Regions from separate parts of the Sus scrofa genome. Here all the other regions are linked to region 1. The links are chromatin contacts, called in public Hi-C and targeted proximity ligation maps. All regions are on one chromosome and are shown on one strand. The core of a region is the stretch at or near the end of the contact, and the rest is flanking DNA. Distances in the headings are between cores, read along the strand shown.

The links. Hi-C and Micro-C count contacts between places; a contact is called where the count stands out from the background.
Region 2: a Hi-C map of retroperitoneal adipose tissue shows a contact between it and region 1, with 2.2 times the contacts expected there. A contact is called at or near these places in 1 of 5 promoter capture datasets (liver), 27 of 47 Hi-C or Micro-C datasets (alveolar macrophages, blood, brain and 16 more) and 2 of 2 datasets of targeted methods (alveolar macrophages and skeletal muscle).
Region 3: a targeted proximity ligation map of alveolar macrophages shows a contact between it and region 1. A contact is called at or near these places in 2 of 47 Hi-C or Micro-C datasets (embryonic fibroblasts and heart right ventricle) and 1 of 2 datasets of targeted methods (alveolar macrophages).

The regions. Positions count from the first base shown.
Region 1 is chr4:7,913,506-7,918,633 of Sscrofa11.1, reverse strand. No RefSeq gene overlaps it. Among named protein-coding and RNA genes, the nearest start is that of ST3GAL1, 19 kb to the right of the region's middle.
Region 2 is chr4:8,358,129-8,363,256 of Sscrofa11.1, reverse strand. TG (thyroglobulin) reads left to right here. Exons shown (of 50, transcript NM_001168418.1): 11 at 2,215-2,454; 12 at 4,450-4,587; 13 at 4,980-5,057. Among named protein-coding and RNA genes, the nearest start is that of TG, 22 kb to the left of the region's middle.
Region 3 is chr4:8,221,730-8,226,857 of Sscrofa11.1, reverse strand. The region is part of intron 40 of TG (thyroglobulin); the gene reads left to right. SLA (src-like-adapter) reads right to left here. Exons shown (of 8, transcript XR_002343070.1): 3 at 2,013-2,158. Among named protein-coding and RNA genes, the nearest start is that of MIR9795, 53 kb to the left of the region's middle.

The sequences.
Region 1 (5,128 bases), core at 1,009-3,508:
CCAAACTGCAAGGGAGACATGGTCATTTTTCACATTTTACGGCTGAGGACATTGAGGCTTGGCAAAATTAAGAAATTTGCCCAAGCCTACATAAGGGATGTGGCCGGGTCAGGTCTTTGCTCCATCAGCAGGAGGCACTTCATCCTGTGGACAGGGTCAGGGAAGGGTGGGAGTCAGAGAACCACGGCAACCACAGTTCATCACAGAGCATTGGGTCTGGAAGGGGCACCATCTTGTTTTGTGTCCATAGGCTTCATCTACCACTGTTCTGAAATGCCTTCTCTCTCTCTCTCTCTTTTTTTTTTTTTTTTTTTTTTGCTTTTTGGGGCCTCACCCACGGCATATGGAAGTTCTCAGGCTAGAGGCCAAATCAGAGCTGCAGCTGCCAGCCCACACCCCAGCCACAGCCACATCAGATCCTTAACCCACTGAGCGAGACCAGGGATCGAACCCACAGCTTCATGGAAGCTAGTTGGATTCGTTTCTGCTGTGTCACAATAGAAACTCCTGTGCCTTCTCATTCTGGCTCTTCCTAAAGGCCTTCTATTTATGAGTTCTTCTGACACCCAAAGCTTGCAGTCTGGCCGCCCCACGTGGCAGAATACAGCCCTGTGTGATAGGTAAGGGCCTGAACTATGGCGTCAAATGGCCGGTTCAAATCCTATGAGCTCTGGCTTTGGGCGAGTTCCTGACCTGAGGCTGGCATGACACATACTTCCCACGCAAGGTCCTGGGCATCCGGACCTACCGAGCGCCTTCTCGGGCCAGTGTTGCATCTGCACAGGGACCTTCAAAGCCTAATGAAGGCCAGCCCTGCTCTGTGTTGTGGGGCCGTGGCTAAGTCACCACACCTCCCTGAATCCAGAGCTGGGGGCCTCTGCCTCCCGCTCTACGCAGCTCTGCAAGCAGCAAACATGGTCGTGGATGCGAACGTGCCAGGGAAAGGTCGGAATTTGGAATTCGGCCTGGTGTTCCTGGGGACCCCTGACTCCCAGCACAAAGTACCCCCTGTGGGGTCCACTCCCCCCCAACCCCAGGTGTGTCCTTCCAGGGGATGTCTCAGTTCAAAACTGCTGACCTGAGTCTTCGGCCTTGGGAAGGTCCCCTCCATGCCAACCAAGACCCCAGGCTCTGAGGCTCACAGAGGGTCAGATCGGGAGAGGGTTGCTCCATCAGCAGGAGGCACTTCAAATTGACCTGGCCACTCAAATTCGTAGCCTAGAGAATTGGGGTCAGAGGAGGGACAGGTTGGTGCTATGGCTTTCCAGCGGGTTGGGAATGATGCCACGGGGTGGGGGGCAACTCTCTCACCTTCCCACTACGCCCCCCTCAGCCTTCATCTTCTGCTGCATCTCTCGCATTTACCTGACTATTTATCCAGCCAGCACCTTTTTATTTTTATTTTTTCTTTTTAAGGCCGCATCCGCCGCACATGGAGGTTCCCAGGCTAGGGGTCCAATCGGAGCCACAGCTGCCGGCCTACACCACAGCTGCAGCAACGCCAGATCCGAGCCGCATGTGCAACCTACACCACAGCTCACAGCAACACCGGATTCTTAACCCATGGAGCGAGGCCAGGGATGGAACCCGCAACCTCACGTTTCCTCGTTGGATTTGTTTCCACTGCACCATGACGGGACCTCCCCCGTCAAAGCATCTTTAAGGTGATGCTTTGTCCATTCAGCCAGCACTGACTGAGCACTTGCCAGCTGCCAGGCCCTGTCCTGGGCACTGCCTGAGAATAAGAGGACCCCCCTCCCCCATCTCTGACTGAGAGCTGCCCAGGGGACCAGGCGGACAGGAAGGCCAAGACACAGGTCCTTGGAAAAGCATGTTCTGAGGGCAGAAGGCTCTGGAAGCCTGGCAAGACGGGCCAGGGTGGGGGGAGAAGGTGGGTGTCAGAAGGGAAGGGGGATGTGTCCTCCAGCCAAAGCGGAGAGGGTAGCAGATGACTCTCCTGAGGGCCAGAGGGTTCGTCCTGCCCCCATCCAGCCAGCTAGTGCCACAGCAGGAAGGGAGGCAATCGCCACAGCCCAGCAAGGAGAGGTGGCCGAGCTGGAGGGCAAGGGCAGGGCTGGGGCAGGACCTTGGCCCCCTGGGCAGGGACCTGGTTTCCCAGGGACCCGGTGCCCTGGGAAGAATCTGCCCAGAGGCATCTCCTGATCAGCTGGGCTCTTTCCCAGCTTCCCACCCTCCGCCGAGCCTACGTGCATCGGACGGGGAAGCCTGACTCTTTCGCAACCGGGACCTGGAGAGGCTGGCCCGTGCATTTTCCGTCTTTATTCGGAAAGCTCAGCTGGTAAAGGGAAGCCACGTGTGTGCAACAGGAAGTCGGGTTTCCAGGACGTGCCTGCAGTCACAGCTCTATTTCTGGAACAATTCTATGGGCTCAGATTTCTTTAGAAAACCTAAGTTTAAATGAAACCCTGACAGCCAGCTTTTCTCTCTCATTGTTTCTGGTCCTGACCCACCACCCCCACCTTCCCTCCTCTTCCATCACAGAGCTCTGGCTGTGAGGAATGTGTAACCTGAAGGCCTTCCTTCAGGGCTTCTAGAAGAATCCCCCCGTCGGACACAGGGCTGCTCCTGCCTTCACTGGGGAGTCCGCAGTGGAAGAAGGATCTGCACAGAAGGAGCCCGGCGAAGGGAATAAGCACAGGAACACACCCAGCTCCTGGTCCACACTGCAGCCCTTCGGATAGCAGGAGGCATTGATGGAGCCTAGGCTGGGGTCCCTCCCTAGGGTCTGGGCTGGTCCGTCTGCCATTCCCTGAGCCCACAGCATGGAGCCCTTGGCCCAGGCAGACTCGGGTCTCACCAGGGCAGGACCAGGGGGCCTCTCACCAGCCAGCTCCTTGATGTGGGTGACGTCAGGGAAAGACGTGGGTGGAGACACTGCCCCTCTGAATCCCAGATGCTCCACCACATCTCCCAGCCTCCCGCCCCTTGTTGGGACCACGTGGGTAGCTCTGGCCCCTGGACCTTGAGCGGAAGCTATGGGTGTCAACTCCAGGCAGAGAGAGTTAAGAATGAGTGAGTCAGACTTCCCGTCTCAGCAGAAATGAACCCGAGGATGCAGGTTCAATGCCTGGTCTTGCTCAGTGGCATAAGGATCCATCGGGATGTAGGTCGCAGACGCGGCTCAGATCTGGCTTTGCTGTGGCTGTGGTGCAGGCCGGCAGTTGTAGCTCCGATTCTCCCCCTAGCCCGGGAACCTCCATCTGGCACGGGTACGGCCCTAAAAAGACAAAAAAAAAGAATTAGTGAGTCATCACCCCCCCTCCCTTTGCCCGTGACCTTGAAGGCCACCGATTGAAGTTGGAGTTGGCACAAGATGAAAACAGCTAGGGGACCCAAGTCACCACAGGGAGAGATTGCCAAACCCCTCAGACTGTGACACTGCAGGGAACAAACCTTGTTATTCGGTTGTAAGTCACTGGGAGGTAGGGCTTACTGGTGGCCGCAGCACTAGCCTGACAGAGCCAGGTCTGACCTTGAATCCTCCTGATCCCTTACAGAGTGTGTGGCTGCAGCAAGTAACCAAGGTCTCTGAGCCCCAGACCTTCCACGAAGGTGGCAACGCCATCTCACCCTTAGGCCTCTTGTGAGAACGAAGTGAGAAAATGCATCACGAAAGCCTGGCACACAGAAAGGACTCAGAGGCTGGGATGCTGCCTTCTTGGCTTTATAGCTACTCTGTCATTTAATACCCACTTTACAGATTGAGAAACTAAGGTTCCAGAGGTCCAGTTGTGGCTCAGTAGAAACGAATCCAGCGAGTATCCCTGAGGTTGTGGGTTCGATTCCTGGCCTTGCTCAGGGGGTTAAAGATCTGACGTCACCATGAGCTGTGGTGTAGGTCATAGAAGAGGGTTGGATCCCAAGTTGCTATGGCTGTGGTGTAGGCCAGCAGCTGCAGCTCCAATTTCACCCCCAGCCTGGGAACCTCCCTATGCCATGGGTGCTGCCCTAAAAAGCAAAAAGAAGAAGAAAGAAAAGAAACTAAGGTTCCAAGAGATCAGGCTTTGTAACACATAGGTTACAAAGCTATGAGTCTCAGAAAAAGAGTAAGAGTCTGGGAGTTCCCACCGTGGCTCAGCAGAAAGGAATCTGACTAGTTTCCATGAAAACACTGGTTAGATCCCTGGCCTCGCCTAGTGGGTTAAAGATCTGAGCTATGAGCCGTGGTGTAGGTCGCAGATGTGGCTCAGATCTGGCATGCTGTGGCTGTGGCATAGGCCAGTGGCTACAGCTCTGATGGGACCCCTAGCCTGGGAACCTCCATATGCTGCGGGTATGGCCCTAAAAGCCACCCCTCTTCCCCCCAAAAAGAAGAAGAGGGAGATCTGAAGCTAGTGAAGTTCTGAGGCCCAGAGTTCCAGGCCTGAGGCCAGCTTTGCAATGGGACACCATTCAAAGCTTTTTAGCCAGTTGACATTTGCTCGGGTTTGAGCTTTTCCGGCTGCATCCAGGCTTTCCCCCCTTGACTCACTTCTCTTGGCTGAGTGGCAGAGATCTCAACGCCCTTCCTTCTCTGGAGGGTGTGGACCTAATATTCTCTGGTGCCAAATCTTTCTACTTCTGACCTGGACTTGTGTGTTTTCTCTTGTGGTTTTCCAGCCCCTTTGGTCCCAACCCAATGGTGCTGAAAATCTGGCTGAAGGTGATTCCATTGCACCCTCTGGTGGCCACTGTCTCTTGTTGTTCTGGTCGATCCCTTGGCCAAGGTCAGGGTGAAACTTCTGGCTGCACCAGGCATTCCCAGGGCAGGGGGACCAGTCCGTGGGGGCTCACCTCCACCCTGCTTGGTTCAGAGCAAAGCAGGCAGTTCCCTGGCCCCAAGCTCTTGGAGGGGGGGTGGGGGGGGGACTCAGGCCCTTGCTTTTGAGGTCCTTCCTGGCTATACCCTTCCTCCCTGGCAAGTCACTTCACTTCCTGGAAGTTAGGTTTCCTTGTTCGAGTCTCCTCTAGAAGGAACGCTGCCTCTTGGCAGGGTTGTTGCAGGATTAAATAAGATTAGTGGAGGCAGAGCACTGGCCCTTTTGACAGCACGTGAAAGGGAATCGTGCGTTTTATTAATAATATTCTACTTTTCATGGTGTGGCCACTGTCTGGCTGCCAGCCTGTC
Region 2 (5,128 bases), core at 1,772-4,271, 440 kb before region 1:
TTGGATCCTGTGGCTGTGGTGTAGGCTGGCAGCTGTAGCTCTGATTTGACCCCTAGCCTGGGAACTTCCATATGCCATGTGTGGGGCCCGAAAAAGACAAAAAAAGAAAAAGTGAATGGCGTTAACTGTGCCAGCAGCTGACTGTGCAGATGTAGGGCGATTGCTTCCCTTTTCTGGGCCTCAGCGTCGTGGACCGACTGTGTCCTTCCTCAGTGGATGTGCCGAAGCCCTGGTCCCCAGAGCTGCTGGTGTGTGGATGAGGGCTGTAACCGTAACAGACTGAGGGCTTAACCAAGAGGCATTTATTTCTCACAGTTCTGGAGGGTGGAAGGTCAAGGTGCCATATTTGATTCCTGATGAGGGCTGCTGCCCTTTCTCACAGGTGGCTACCCTCTCGCCATGTCTTCACATGGTAGAGAGAGAAAGAGTTATGGTCTCTTCATCTTTTTATTAAGACACTAGTCCCATCAGGAGACCCTCACCCTGTCATGACCTCATCTAAACCTAATCACCTCCCATAGGCCCCGTATCCAAATACCACCCCCTGGGGATGAGGGCTTCAGCATATACTTGGGGAAGACAGAGATGTTCAGTCCATAACACCATCCATTCCCTGATCCATCCATCCATCCATCCATCTGTGCATCCATTCATCCATGCATCCATTCCCCCATCCATCCATCAATTCATCCATCCATCCATCCATCCAGTCATCCATCCATTCATCCATCCATCCATTCCCCCATCCATCCATTAGTTCATCCATCCATCCATTCATTCATGCATCCATTCCCCCATCCATCCATCAATTCATCCATCCATCCATCCATTCATCCATGCATCCATTCCCCCATCCATCCATCCATCCATCCATCCATCCATTCCCCATCCATTCATCCATCCATTCATTCATGCATCCATTCCCCCATCCATCCATCCATCCATCCATCCATCCATTCATCCATGCATCCATTCCCCCATCCATCCATCCATCCATCCATTCATCCATGCATCCATTCCCCCATCCATCCATCCATCCATCCATCCATCCATCCATTCCCCATCCATTCATCCATCCATTCATTCATGCATCCATTCCCCCATCCATCCATCCATCCATCCATCCATCCATTCATCCATGCATCCATTCCCCCATCCATCCATCCATCCATCCATCCATCCATGCATCCATTCCCCATCCATTCATCCATCCATTCATTCATGCATCCATTCCCCCATCCATCCATCAATTCATCCATCCATCCATCCATTCCCCCATCCATCCATCCATCCATCCATTCATCCATGCATCCATTCCCCCATCCATCCATCAATTCATCCATCCATCCATCCATTCCCCCATCCATCCATCCAGTCATCCATCCATCCATTCATCCATGCATCCATTCCCCCATCCATCCATCTATCCATCCATCCATCCATCCATCCATCCATCCATCCATCCAGTCATCCATCCATGCATCCATTCCCCCATCCATCCATCCATCCATCCATGCATCCATTTCCCATCCATTCATCCATCCATTCATTCATGCATCCATTCCCCCATCCATCCATCAATTCATCCATCCATGCATCCATCCATCCATCCATGCATCCATTCCCCCATCCATCCATTCATCCATCCATCCACTCATCCATGCATCCATTCCCCCATCCATCTACCCATCCATCTATCATTATCTCCCTATCATCCATTAATCCATCCACCTGTCCATCCTTCCATTTGAGGCAGCTGGTCAGGATGGTTGGTTCTGGGGTCATACTGACGAGACTGGAATTCTGAAGCAGCTACTTGCCAGCTAGGAGCTTGTTGAAGTTCTATGACTTCCCATGACTCAGTCTGTCATCTGTAACACACAGATAAGAATAATATCATACTGGGCTATTGCATGGATTAAATTAGATTGTGTAAATGTTCATAGGACCTGCCTGGTACTGGTATGGAATAAACATTAGCTAAGATTAATCTTCTTACAAATTAGGTACTCCATAAATGTTGAGTGAAGGCAGTTGTGGAGATAAAACAGAAACAAGAGTCCAGGTTGTGGAAAGTGCAGGGGTGAAGGAAACAGCGGAGGCAGAAATGTGTGTGTGTATGTGTGTGTGTGTGTGCATGCATGCGCACGGGTGCTCACATACTTCGAAGGTCAAGAGGAGCCACGCATGGTCTGCCACGTCTTTACTCCCCAGGTCCTGGCTCTTGTGAAGAAGTGAAGCTTCGCGTCCTGCAGTTCATTAAGGAAGCAGAAGAGATTGTCATGGTTTCCAACAGTTCTCAGTTTCCTCTGGGAGAGAGTTTCCTAGCGGCCAAAGGAATCCGGCTGACCGATGAGGAGCTGGCCCTTCCCCCACTCTCCCCATCCCGGGAGACTTTCTTGGAGAAGTTTCTGAGCGGGAGCGATTATGCCATTCGACTGGCAGCACAGTCCAGTGAGTGCCCCTTGCTTCTGGTTTCTCATTCCTTCTTTGGGGGAAGCAAGAGCTGGAATTAGTTCCTCTTCCATTATCTTCGGGACTGTGGTTTCCCTGGGCCCATGGGCGCCAGAAAAGACAAATGCATCTTGTGGTCCCGGTCAAGGCAGGAATATTGCCCACCTCTCCAGGATGCCCCCGGATCCTCCAGCAGAGCCGTGGGGCCAGGCTCCACGTTTTGTATTGCAGATGGTGCCTGCAGCCCACCAGGAAGCCAAGAATTCTGCTGGTAGTTTGGCCCCCAGGCCTCTGCCCACTGCCCCTTTGCTCCAGTGTGGCTGGGCTCAGAGCCCAGGTCTTTCTCATCTCCCGCTCGTCCTCCTCCATGGGCAGCCTGCTGGGCAGCAGGACCCAGGCCTCTTGCCGTCTTCTCACTGACCCACCACAACTTGGCAGGACACACGATTCATTTATCCCCAAGCCTCCCTGAGTTCCCCACCGCTGTGTGGCGGTCTTGGCTGCTTCTGTGGCTGGGTCTCTGGGCCTGAGTCACAGAGCAGCACAGCCGTGCTCCCCGCACAACCTGGGTTCTGAGACAGAGCACCCACACCCACAGGTGGGAGCCTCGTCCCTGAGTTCACAGCTCTGGCAGGCCTGCTGCCGCTTTGGCGTTGGCTCTCGCTTGCCTTTGGTCCCCTAAGCCCAGTGCCATCTTTGTTCCCTGCCCCTCCCTCTCCAGCCATCTCTTTGGGCGGCGGGGGGACAAGGCACCCCATCTTATCTTTATATCCTGGGGCCCGGCCTGGTGCCTGGCAGACAGCAGGACCCAGGAAATGCTGGTTAAGCATCCCCTTGCTCCTTCCCGCCTCGTCGTCTCTCCTCTCTCGCCTTCCCTCCCCGGGCACCTCTTTTCTCTGTTCCTCGGAGACCAGGAGATTCCGCCTTTGGCGAGGAAGCAGTTTCTGCAGACCTGTGTGTGGACAGGCATGACGTAATCCAGGGGCCAAAGAGGGACTCGTGTTCCCCGAGTTGTGACCATGTTGGTTCCGGAGGGAAATTTAGAGGAAGCGGGGAGAGAGCTGTTGGTGCCAGAGGGCTCCCTGAGTGTCGATGCCATTTTCTTCAGAAGTCGGGCGGAGGCAGCGCCCCTCCCTCCACGGAGCCACAGCTCTGACGACACCTGTCTCAGGCCACTGGGAAACTAGGAAGGGTCTTTAGCACAGGACGCGGGTTCCCACTTTTCTTGGGACCCCTCCAGATGAGCAGAGGCGTCTCTGCTGTTGCATAGTTGGGGGGTTCTTTTGGGCAGACCTCCTGGTCCCCGAGAGTCTGGGGATTGAAGGCCCAGCACAGAGACTGAGGCGACTGAGCGCCTTTGGCCAGCAGAACATGGCAGCGGTGCCCGGGGCCTGGGGTGCGGGGGGTGGGGTGGGGTGGGGAGCAGGGAGGGAAGGGAGCTGGCCTGGCGCCTGGGAGACGTGCAGTGAGCACGTTATTCCCACACCAGAAGACACCATGAGATGAGAGTTCATTCAAACTTCAGCCACCATTTTTTTTTGTTTGTTTGTTTGTCTTTTTAGTGCCTCGCCTGTGGCATATGGAGGTTCCCAGGCCAGGGGTCCAGTTGGAGCTGCAGCTACCGGCCTAGGTCACAGCCACAGCAACACCAGATCAGAGCCACATCGGTGACCTAGTTGCAGCTCATGGCAATGCCGGACCCTTTGACCCACTGAATGAGGGATCCAACCCGCATCCTCATGGATACCAGTCAGGTTCTTAACCCACTGAGCCACCATGGGAACTCCCAGCCAATGGTTTTGTTTTCACATTTTTATTTTGAAAGGGCAGTGTGGTGAGGGCCTGCCCGCTGCTCAGGGTCCCTCTGTCCTCCTCGGGGTGGAAATGTTTGTCACATAAACAAAAGCCTGCCAATTGGGCAGGGACGTGCTTGCTGTTCTTAGGATGGAGCCCACGCGGCTCTGCTCACGCCTCTGCTTCTGTCTCCACCTCCAGCCTTTAGCTTCTACCAGAGACGCCGTGTTGCCCTGAGTGATGCCCCCCGCACATCGGGCCCTCTGCAGCCCTACCCCTACGTGCCCCAGTGTGATGCACTGGGAAGCTGGGAGCCCGTGCAGTGCCACGCCGCGACTGGTGAGGGGGCCGGGCAGCCTGGAGGGGGCGAGCAACACCCCTCATTTTCATTTTGGGAAAGAGCCCTCCCCTGGGGGCAAGCGAGCTGGACTCTAGGCTCCTCTTTGGCAGCTGGTGGCCGAGTCCCTTGGGTCCTCTGGCCTTTGGTTGTCCCATCGGTACTATGGGAGCAGCGACCTTCTAGCAGCCTGAAGGTCAAGTGGGTGGTTGCTGGGGGGATGTGGGTGCCAAGGCCTGTGCTGTGGACAGTGCTGGGGAGGGCAGACAGACCAGGATGGACATGGGGTCTTGCTGGCACTGCTGTGAAGGCAAAGGAGGGAGGTTGTCTGCGGGATGCCCGGGGCAAGTCCCTCAGGGCGCCTCCTGAGCCTCCGGCTGTGGCTCTTTTCCAGGGCACTGCTGGTGCGTGGATGGGGAGGGAGCATACTTGCCTGCCTCGCTGGCTGCCCGCTCCCCACAGGTCCTGCAATGTAAGTGAAGCCACCTGACTTGGACAGCAGGGGGCGCTCTAGCTGGTGGTGAAGGTGTTCCCCAGGCAGGG
Region 3 (5,128 bases), core at 1,163-3,662, 310 kb before region 1:
TTTAAGGGAAGAATGAACTCTTGAAAGCTCAGAACACTTGTTCATCTGAAAGTCCACAGATTGGCCTCCTGCCCGTTCGTCCCTGGCTTTGGGGCGCCTCACCCCCGCCCCTCGCTCAGGCTGACGTCAGAGGAAGCACTAACTACATGTTGACCCCAAGCAGTCCGCTCCCACACAACCTCCTAGGTATCTGAGACCCATCAAAAGCGTAAGCAGGAGTGTTCCCTGAGACGTGCGTGTTCTGAGAAAGCCGGATTTCCTTGCCTCATTTGGATGGAGGCTAATTAGTGTATCCACTGTGTCACCCTGTCCCTTACACAAGAAGGTGTCAGAGCAAAGAGGAAATCAGGTTGGGACTGATCTCAAAGGAAACTTTTCAGGGGTGGGGAGTGGAAAAGCCGCCGCCCGCCAGCACTTGATGTGGTTGCCTGGATCACAGACTGAGTGTGACCTGGGGAATTCTCTGAACTGGGGGGCGGAGGCTCGGGGAGACCCCTCTTCCTCCTCTCTAGAGGCGACCTCCCACCCACACGGTGGAAAAAGAAAAACTTATTTCATGACGATTTGCATTTAAAAAATCAAGGCAAATAGGCAGGGCCGTGGAGGCCCATGTTTTCATGGGGCTTGCTAGAGCGTGCCGGCCCTCCTCCCCGCGGGAGAGGCCACAAGGCACCCTGGGCTCAGCATGGGCCCTGGGCATGGCTGTGTCAGTTTTCTGGAGGTGGCCATGACCGGAGGAGGAGACTAGGGCTTGAGTAGGTTTGGAGAAGGTGGGAGAAGGGGTCCAGGCCCTTGCCCGCGGCAGGCACACGGCCTCTCTGCACAACTGCACACAGTTCTGAGCTTTGCATGGGAGGTGGAGGGCCCCGCCGCTCAGGGCCCCGGCGCACCCAGCCTGCTCCACCCAATCACGTGGTTCCTCCTCCTTTGTCCTGGGGAACATTCTTAGTGTCTTTCCCCACTAGGTTTGGGGAGGGGTATTGCCGAGCTAGAAAGGAGAGCCTCTGAATTGCCCTGCATCTGACGAGAGCTGCAGACCAAAGAGGAGGGTCTCTGCACCGTCACTTGGGGACATCTGGGAAGTCATGAGACTCTGTGTAAGCTGAGTGTCTCCCTTTTGGGAGAAGTGAAAAGGCAGCTCCTTTTTTAAGGGGCCACAGGAGTCATGGAGTGACTCCACACTGGGAGGCGAGTGTCTCAAATCCCCCATGACTCACCCTGGGGAAACCAACGGACCCCCTGACCACACCCCTCCCGACACCCTAAAGGACCCACAGGTGCGGCCCCGCTGCCCTGATAGGGGGTAGAGGTGAGGGTGTCCACGGCCCCCAGCACCACTGAAGCCGGAGCTCCACGGGCCTGCTCGCGGCCTTTGCCTTCTGCTGGCCCATGTCTCCTCCCGGCTCTGGAGCCATCCCTGCTCGACTCTGTAGCTTCGAGAGTCTGGCAAAACCTGGTATCTCTGGGAGAATCAGATTTTTGTCATCCTTGTGCCCTCCCCCTAGAACACCTGGCCCCTGTGATTCTACCCGTGGCACAAGGATTCCTTTATTTTCAGGAATATGTCCTAGGGCGGGGGGCCAGCTTTGTAAAGTTACACTGGGAAAGCTCTAGCTGAGCCTGATCATATGATATACCCATGATAATGTTTTATACCCGTGATAATGTTATAGGCCCTTCGGGGTCTGGTTTCAGAATCAGCCTGGCCTGGGGTGGAAGTCAGACTCTGACAATAGCTAGTGCACACGTTACATTCGTTTCGTTGGCCTCAGTTTCCCCACCTATAAATACAAGAAAGGGATGGAACACGCTGCTCTCAAGGTCCATCACAAAATGCCCACGATTTGGCATCCTTCTAGGGCACCAGCATCCCTCTTTTTTAACATTTAATATGAACATGTTAAGACAAGCAAAGTGAGAGAGTCAGAAGGAAGTGCCGTGTGCCCATTGCCAGGTTTCAACAGCCATCGGCGCCCCCACCGCCCGATCTTCGCCAAAGAAGCCAAACTTACCATCTGGGCTGGGCGCTGGCCTCTCGGCAGGCGCTGGGCTGGATCGCACGCTGTTCCCCATCTCTCTCTCCCCCCGGGCTGTCGAAGCCGCTCGAAGCCAACGGCACAGGGAATCCACACGGAGCGTCAGCCACGCGCCGGGCCCTCTGGGTGGAGAATGACCCAGATTAGAATACATCGTGTATCATTTTTTCAGGCCGCTGGCTTCTTGAAAGGCGGGTGTTTTTATGTGAGGACGAGGTTCGTGAATGTTGGTTACGTTTGTGCAGCTCGACTTCTTTTATCAAGGGAATGACAGAGAAAAACCACAGAGAGGGAAGTTGCTCGCAAGGGCTGTTGGTGGAGAAAGTTTCCATTCCTCCGCCCCGGCTGACAGCAAACAGGCGGCAGCATCTGCAGGAGAGGCTGAAGCTGCTTCACTCGCCGGGGCTCCACTCCTGGGGCCCGGCCCTCAACTCCCTGGGGCCGGGCGTGCACGCTCTGAAAGCTCAGGAGTTACACGTGGCTCCACAGCCAATGGGGGGACGAGGAGCGGGGACTTTCTGTTTGCACTTTCTCCCTTCTGTCGGAGCTTCTCAGCCTGCCCTTAGCCACGGGGACGCAAGAAAACACCCTAGCGAGACTGTGTTTGTTGCCTGCTTCCCAGGCTGCTGCGGCATCTGCTGTTACTTTTGATTATCTAGACTCCCTGCATCTCTAACCCCATGTTGCAGAAAGGACACTGAGGCTCAGAGAAGGTAAAGGTTTTGTCCAAGGTCACACAGCACGTAACTGGGCAGCTGGGGATTTGATCGGCTGATGCTCAGTCTCTGATTTTTTCCACAAGATCCAAAAAGTCTGGCTCTGCGCATGCACGCTAGGTGACCTTGGCAAGCTCTTGACCTTTCTCTGCCTGCTTCAGGGAATAGTAGCCAAACGACATCAGGTTGTGGCTGCAATATGAATAGATAAAGCCCATGAAACACTGAGGACATGGCCCAGCATAAGATCCATGTTAGCTTTTGCCATTTACAGTCTATTCTCGGAAAGTCCATAGTGAGAAAAGCTTGAATTCTGGGTCTTTGGACAAGTATTTTAGGAAAGGACGTAAATGATTCCAGGATAGAAGTGTCTTCTCAGGTTGCTTGAAGCACAGGGAAGAAAGCTACACCCACAGACATGGCCATTGCTGTCTCCTGGGGACAAAGAGAAGATGGAGTAGAACCCCCCAGCTGGCGTCTGTTCCACCTGGAAAATCGCATTCCGCCCCAGTCTCTGACTCCAGGTTAGGATCAAGGCCTCATGCATTTGAAAGTGTCCCAAAGTCAGCCAGGCCAACCTCCACCTTGGCCTTAAATCCTTCCTCTGTGCATGACATGTTAGGATTCTAGAAAGACCTATGCACTCAGAGCCAGGCCTTTCAGAGGCTGAGGAAGGTCTGTACCACTTCCTAATTTGGGGGTGGGATGGGGAGGTGGGGGACCTGGTATATTATGAAAAAAGGAAGACCAGATGGGTGTTCCTTGAAAGTTAATCTATTTTAACTATTTACATGAACAGTTTATCACTTATCACTCAAACTAATAGATTGTAACATAATTGTGCTATTGTAATACAGTTGTGCTATTTCCAAGATAAATACAAGGCTGGCAAATTCTCTAAACCCATAAGGTGCCACAGCACATGTGGCTGGAGTGGGCATGTGCTTAAATTAGGAGTCCCATCTTCTGATCCTCTTGGGAGCAGGAGTGGGTTAAGAGTGAGGTCCCTCCTGATAAAAGACCAGAGCTCGTCTTCCTCCGTCTTGTCTCTTCTCTCCCCACACACGGCCAAGGGGGTGCTTTGTCCCTGGCAGGGCCCGTCCTGCGGGCTGGGCAGGTTTTAGCAGCGTCACCCTGGCTCCAGAGGGCAGGGACGAGTTTTCACTGTCCCTGGAGGGCCCCTTGCCTGATGCAGGCTCTCACAGAAATGTGCTCCAGAAAAAGGCTGGAGACACCAGGCCAGAGGAGTGGCTGGCAGCCTCAGTCCCTGCAATTCAGCATCTCCTGTGCACCACGTGGTTCCACCCAGCTGACAGGGAACCCTGCTGCCTCTGGGCTCCCCCTGCACCCCGAGGTACATCCAGGGAAGGAGCAGAGACTGACTCTGGGGAGCCGGCACCCGGCATGGGAGGCCCCATCACCTCTGTCCTGCTCCCAGTGTCTCCCTGGAGCCCTCGGCCTTTCTGTGCATCGTCACCAAGGCCTTCGAGCTTCCAGAGGAAGCTCCCAGGGCAGGTGGAGGAGAGGCCCCGGCAGGCTTCCCCATGCAGAGATAACTCAGAACCGGGTGTGCCAGCCTTGCCCCCTCACTCTCCAGAGGGTCCCCACACTGTGTCACTTGACTCCCCAAAAACAATACACTCGGCTCCCTGCAGCCTGATGCTTGGCCTCAAGGATCAACTGGATGCCAGGGCTGGTGCCTTTCACCTCCAACCTAGAGCCCCCAGTAGGTGGGTGAGCTCCCACCTCCCCAGACACCCCAGGCCCCCCCTTCTCGCCTCTTCTATTCCACCTGCCTGCCCTGCGCTGTTTCCAAGCCACAGCCTCCAGCCATCAAGTGCGACTCTCATCTTCACACTGACAACTCCAGCAAAGTCATAGGGGAAAGACTTTGTAATCTATCTAAGTGAATTCTAACGTCGCCTCGCTTTCGACAGCTTCAGAATGCTTTAGGAGCATTTGTGCGCCAACCAGGGGCGGGGGGTGGGGGTGTGTGTGCGCAATTCAGGGGCCCCAATGCAGGAAAACTAAACAAAACAAGACTTGAAACTTGCATTTTTTAGATGGGAAAACTGAGGTCCAGCCAAGGAAAGAAACACACCCAGGGTCTCGAGACGAGAAAGACGGGGTAAATGCTGGCGCCAGACTCTCCTCGGACCCACCCTCTCCCTGTTTCTGGCTGGCGGGTGGGCACGCGGAGAGCAGGGGCTGGGCTGGGCGGCACGCACCACATCCCGCGCGGTTCAGAGAAACCCGTCCGCCCAGCTGCCCCTTAGGGGTCTGCTCGCTGGCTTCCTACCACCTCCAAGAAGGAGTTAAATCATCTGAAAGAGGCTTTGATTCAAGAAGAGTGAAAGTGCCCCCCGAGACTGAGAA